Linked DNA regions of Drosophila melanogaster: region 1 is linked to region 2. The links are chromatin contacts, called in public Hi-C maps. All regions are on one chromosome and are shown on one strand. The core of a region is the stretch at or near the end of the contact, and the rest is flanking DNA. Distances in the headings are between cores, read along the strand shown.

Evidence for each region. A called contact is a pair of places that touch in the nucleus more often than the background predicts.
Region 1: a contact with region 2 is called in a Hi-C map of the Kc167 cell line, with 2.4 times the contacts expected there. The contact joins the promoter of Rcc1 here to the promoter of CycJ in region 2. A contact is called at or near these places in 3 of 107 Hi-C or Micro-C datasets (all in the Kc167 cell line) and 1 of 6 datasets of contacts at active chromatin or transcription factors (the Kc167 cell line).

What each region holds. Positions count from the first base shown.
Region 1 is chr3L:5,930,968-5,934,073 of dm6, forward strand. Rcc1 (Regulator of chromosome condensation 1) reads right to left here and starts at 1,806. Exons shown (of 3, transcript NM_079219.3): 1 at 1,439-1,806; 2 at 651-1,350; 3 at 1-591. The coding sequence starts at 1,314. Egfrap (EGFR adaptor protein) reads right to left here. Exons shown (of 6, transcript NM_001038902.3): 5 at 3,087-3,106; 6 at 2,069-3,024. The coding sequence ends at 2,803.
Region 2 is chr3L:3,464,773-3,467,843 of dm6, forward strand. It overlaps CycJ (Cyclin J), which reads left to right and starts at 1,656. Exons shown (of 4, transcript NM_206267.2): 1 at 1,656-1,850; 2 at 1,914-2,100; 3 at 2,178-2,600; 4 at 2,661-3,071. The coding sequence starts at 1,767. The coding sequence ends at 2,752. CG46463 reads left to right here. Exons shown (of 8, transcript NM_001382167.1): 6 at 1-207; 7 at 277-1,080; 8 at 1,137-1,542. armi (armitage) reads left to right here. Exons shown (of 8, transcript NM_001014556.4): 6 at 1-207; 7 at 277-1,080; 8 at 1,137-1,542. The coding sequence ends at 1,460.

The sequences.
Region 1 (3,106 bases), core at 556-3,055, 2.5 Mb after region 2:
TGTCCGCTTTGACCAAAAAGATTGCGTGCTGACCACCGCCAGATGCGAGCAGCATGTGCTTCCCCTGCGTGTTCTTGCTGACAACCACGATCGGTTCGAGCTCATCATCGCCGTCGCCAACGCCTAGTTGATTGTTGACACCGGAGCCCCAGGAATACAGTTTGCCATCAATTGTAACGGCATAGGAACAGACTTCGCCACATCCAACGGACACAATCTTTTCGGTCAGCTTCTTTACAATCGTTGGCTTCTCCACAACATCCTTGACATCGCCCAGACCAAGCCGACCGTACTCCGGACGACCCACTACGGAACACTTAAGGTCCGTTGTCAGGATGACAGTATGGTGCTGACCGCCGGCAATATGTCGGATATCTTTGAGTTCCGTCTTGATGGGCGTCAGTGCGAACTCCTTGCCCTTTGTCTCGTGGGCCAGCTGCTTGAAGTTGTTAAGCCCTGTGGCCCAGATGACCTGTGTCTGTGACTCGCGCATGAATGTGCAGTAGTTGGTGGCCCAGATGGCCTCAAAAGGTTTGGCCCGCGTGATGATGAGCTGGGTGGGCCGCAGCAAGTCGCGTTTGCCACGACGACCTGGGGGTTAACATTTTTTTAATACGAATTTCGTTGAAAATTTGAATGCCAAGACTTACCCTCTCCGGAGATGGAACGCTCCGACAGCCGGCCGAGTTGTCCCTGCTCAGCGCAGCCCACGGTAAAGACCTTTCCGGCAGTGGTCAGGATGACCAAATGATCGGCGCCGGACGCGATGCTACAACAGACAGTGCCCTCCATCAGATCGATGGGCGTACGCTTGTTACCATCGATGGTGAGGCCCATGTTGCCATGAGAGTCCCGGAACGAGCCCCAAGCGAAGACACGGCCATCCTCCAGCAGACAAGCGGAATGCGAGTCTCCCGCCGAAATGCACAGAGCCTTGCCGGGCAAATCGATAAGATCCGGCTTTGACTCGCTGCCATCCTCGCTGGTGTCACGGCCTAGAGCACCTTCGTCATTGCAACCGAATGAGTAAATGTCCCCTGACTTGGTCAGCACCAGGTTGTGCATGCCACCGGCGGATATGTCCACGGCATCCGGGATGCCCGCCACAGGGCTGAGACGCTTGCGCTCCAGTATGTCCTCGCCGAGACCAAGTTGGCCCACATCGCCGTTGCCGCAGACTAGCACGTTGCCGAGCACGGTCCTCCGCTTGGGCAGCTCCAGATGAAAAGCGATTCTGGCGCGCTTCGCCTTCGGTGGCTGCTGCTCCGCTTCGCCGGCATTGTTGTTATTAGTCAGGGCCTTTCTGCGCGGCATTTTAGCTTGTATTTTCACAATTTTTTGTCACCGAAACTGGAAATAGTGCGTTTGTGTGTGTGTGTAAGAAATATATATAAGGTTAGGGACGCCGGTGATGCAGCTTAGTTCTGCTCACACTCACAATGGAAATAATGCCGGTCTCTGGTTCAGCGGGAGTTCCACGTTGTCTAGATGGTGTTGCTACGGCGGTTTGGAGGCGAGTGAAAACACCAAATGCAAGCGAATCCCAATGCGACCTACCTGGGTCGAAGAAAATGCGCGGGAAGCGGCGGCAGCTGGCCTTCAGGGTACAGTGTTGCGGGCTTGGCGAATTCCCCGCCGCATCTGGCTATTAGCGAGGTCACACTCCAATTTCAGGGTCGCTTCTGCGCCTATTGACCAATTGTTAGTACATCTTTGTTATCTTTGCACTGTTCCTAATTGCAAATAATAAAACAAAGCCTGCTATAACCCACAGTTTATTTATTTCGAGATATTGATAACTTTTAGAATGGAGCGTAGCGTGAACTCAAACTATGACAGTTGGTTAACAGTTCTCTAGCGAGTTTGCGAGCCGATTGCCGACCGATTCTATCGAAAGAGCTATCGATAATGTGCGGGAAATTTAAACTTTCCTTACCCACTCACATTATTTCAAAACAAATTTGTTGTTAAATATTATAAAATGTTCTACCTTTAAGCCAATGCTTCATTTTCAACGTGATTGTATGTATATTGCATGCTATAGATCAGAAAATAAACAATACTATTTGAAAAGGTTTTCCATTAACTTTATTACAAAATACATAGAGTTACAATATAATTGGTTATTCATTTACTTCCCATATAAGTCTATCTAGCCACTGCACCGCAAAGTGAGTGCATCAAATACAAAAAGAATCCACTTTGCCCATTCCGCATCCGCACTCCAAATCCCGGCAGCCGACCCTCGATTTCCCTACCCAAACATTAACATTTAATCCGACTGCCCCCATTCAGATATGTATAGTACGTCTGTCTGATGCATCTGCCACTCAGCACTAGCCGTACAAAACGAGCAGAATTGATAAAAACGCGAAAAATAATAATCACTTGATGTCTGTTTGCGTATACATATTGCATGTTTTTGCCATTTTTTAATCAGTTTCGCAAAAATGATTTGAGCGTATTCCCTATATTTGTGTATGCAAACACGCCCCTGCGAAACCACAGCCATCGCAGCCGCCCACGTAGCTGATTTTATTATCAATTTTAATAAAAAATGTTTGTGCACTTTTTGCAGCACCTGTCGGACAGGTGGGCCTTTGCCGGCCCGAGTACACATGGACATGGACCCTATTTATTGGTAGCCACGTCAACCGTCGTCAGCACAGCCAATTACGCAAATTAAACAGATTGTTATCCTGTCGCGACAGAGGACACAGGACGCAGGACAATGTGACAAGCTGGGCAGCTTAATTCAATCAACGTGACATAATTACTTAATTAATTAAGAGCGCCCAGCGGTCACACATTCAAATCGGCCATCATTTTGCGAAAGTCGTTCAGCGAGCCATACATCTCGAAGTCCGCTCCCCCGTTTCCGGTTCCGCCTGCGTAGGCGCCCTGCGATCGTTGCGATCGGGTACTAGGTGGGCGTGGCAGGGTCAGCGGCACGGGCAACAGTTCCGGCATCACCGAGTGGTGCGTGATCAGCGCCTTCAGCGAACTGAACTCCTTGGTGAAGCCCTAAAATGGTAAATACCATCATAATATATAATAAATATTATATATAATGTGCTCGGACTTACCTTTATCTTGTAGCCCCTTT
Region 2 (3,071 bases), core at 406-2,905:
CCTGGTGCCCGAATCTTGGTGGGAACGCCGTCGAACAGCTCAGCGGATTTGGTGACAAAGAGGCTCATCGATAGCAAAGCTTTGCTCCAGGGAGATTTCATTCGCCTCGTTTCGTACAATCAAGTGGAGAAAGACTTGATTCCTCCGGAAATAATGAGCTACTGCGCCACAAGTGATGTCGGTGCTGTGGGCAGTTGCGAGGACAAAGTGAGTAGAAAAATTTTATCATTTGGATTGGACACCAATTAATCTTGGCTTTGTTGATATTTGCTATAGATGATGGTCACCGAATCGGGATTGAAGCTTCGCTGTCAAGCTAAGTTTATAGGTACTCATCGCATTACCATCTCCACCTGCACTACTTTGGGAAACTTTTTACAATTGGGGTTTCCAGCGGGCCATTTCACTCACGTGCTGTTCGATGAAGCTGGTCAATGCACCGAACCAGAAACAATGGTACCCATTGTAATGCTAACGAAGAAACGCTCTCAAGTTGTTCTCTCAGGTGATCCTCGCCAGCTGCAGTCTATTGTCACCAGTCGAATTGCCTCGAAAATGGGATTTTCCATATCCTTTCTGGAGAGATTGCTGGAACGGTCGCCGTATCGAAAAGATCTTCAGCGATTTCCCGAAAGCTCCGGCTACAATCCACTAGTGCTAACCAAATTGTTGTACAATTACCGAGCATTACCGTCGATTATGAGCATTTATAGCAGGCTATTCTACGATGACGAACTGATCCCAGTTCTTTCCGAAAAGGATTCAAGGGAATCTCGCCTACTAAGTAAACTGCGGTGTGTATTTGAGTCAGAAAAGGATATCCCTCAAGCGCACGGCACGTTCTTTTACGGAATCATTGGCGAAAACAGGCAAAATAACGATTCCCCTTCCTGGTTCAATCCCCAAGAGGTCAGGGAGGTGTTCCTAATGACCATCGCCCTGTACCGTGCCAATGTGACTGCCGATCAGATCGGTATAATCACGCCCTATCAGAAGCAGGTGAAGATGCTTCGGAGTATGTTCATTGGCACCGACGTGGTCATGCCGAAGATTGGATCCGTCGAGGAGTTTCAGGGACAGGTGGGGTCGGAACTAAAATCGATATTACGTGCACACTTAACGTTTGTTATTTCCAGGAACGAGACATTATACTAATATCCACGGTGCGTTCATCAGAAGAGATCCTGCGCATGGATGCCCGCTTCTCCTTGGGATTCGTGCGTTGCAGCAAGCGACTTAACGTGGCCGTTTCCCGAGCACGTGCCATGATGATCATCTTCGGGAATCCCCATCTTCTGGCCGTCGACGAATGCTGGCGCCAGCTAATCCTGTTCTGTGTCAAAAATAACGCCTATTTTGGCTGTGATCTGCCTCAAATGGTGATAAATCAGAAAGATGAGGTCCCCGTTTGCTTGGAAACATTCGTGCCTTCACTGAATACTACAGATGATTTGAACTAAGCACATATGACAGTTTATTATTAAATTAAAACACTTGTTATTGATGAATTAAAGTAACACAATTAATCATTAAACTTGTTTTAAATATTTGTACATATGTGCTAATTTTAGCGAATGGTAACACTCCCAAGCGCAGTCTGGGAACGCTGCTCGTTTGGCTTCGCAGTGTGGTAGCACTGGCCGGAACCGTTGTAGCGCCATGTTTGCGCTCCTTTTGTTTTCTCCTTCATTTGTTTTGCTTTTTTCCGCCGTTAAGTTCTTGCCTTAAAATCGGTGATTTAAGGCATTGCATTCAATTTCGATACAATGGAGCAGAAAGTGGCTGCCGAGCAGAACATCTTCGTCGTCGACCGCAAATTGAAGAAAACTTGCCCGCAAGCAGATGTCGAGGTGAACGGACATGTGCTTAACTTTTGCGAACCCGACTTTATTTCGTTAAATACCAATTTGTAGCGCCTGGCTAAGACGCACTGGCTCACCGACTATGCCCGGGATATATTTTTGACCATGAGGGAGCAAGAACTCAGCCGTCGGCCTTTGTTTTACCTTTCGCCGCAGCTGAACGAGCGCCGAAGAATGCTGCAGTTGCTCAAACTGGCGACCAGCGCCCACAAGCTTAGTCGCTGTGCTTTGCACCTGGGTGAGCACTGTACAGAGGAGCCTCGCTGCAGGCACAAAACCCATGTGCACAACTCATTGTAACTCGTTTCACTCCAGCCGTCTACTATATGGATCGCTTTGTTGATTACTACAAAATCCGTCCGGACAAATTGCTCCTGGTGGCCATCACTTGTCTTCATATAGCTGCGCAGATCGAAAACACGGATGCGTTTATTCCGCGCTACAGCGAAATGAACCGATTGGTCAAGAACGCCTATACGGCATTCGAGTACAAGGCTGTGGAAAGGAAGATCCTGTGCTTCCTGAACTTCGAGCTAATACGTCCCACCACCGCCAGTTTTGTGGAGCTCTTCGCCTGCAGTTTTCTCACTCGCTCCGATTTCAAGAACTACATCGAGATGTTGGATGAGTACGAGCGGAACCATCACACCCAGCCGTACCAGCGATATATAAGCTTCGAAGAGATGCTGTCCATTTTGGCGCAGTTGCTCCTTCGCATGGCGGATTATACATTGTACAGTGAGTATCGAATTCCCATGGAAGGTATTGGATACCACTTAACACTCATTCAGTTTCCAGATTTGCCAACGATCTGCCATCCCTTTTGGCTGCCGCCTGCATTGCTGCAGTTCGCCAGGTCAGCGGGGTCAGGCGCTGGTCGGAGTACCTAGTTGGACTGACCTCCTATACTGAGGCGAATGTCGAGCCGTACATGAACGTTCTGACCGACTATTATTATTACCATGTTATTCAGACCGACTACGGTAGTCCCTCTGTTCAGACCAACCAGAGTTTAGCCAGTCCCGATTCCGGATTCGAGGAGTCCTTCACTGAGAACACAAACCTGGTGGTCTCCGATGAAGTGGTCACAGTAGAGACCTACAACATAATTACCGTGCAGCTGCAGGATCCATCTCCACATTCATCGACTTTCCTTCCCAAAGAGCAAACGAATTTGAAGCGATCGCGCTTTGAAGACGATACCGAAAA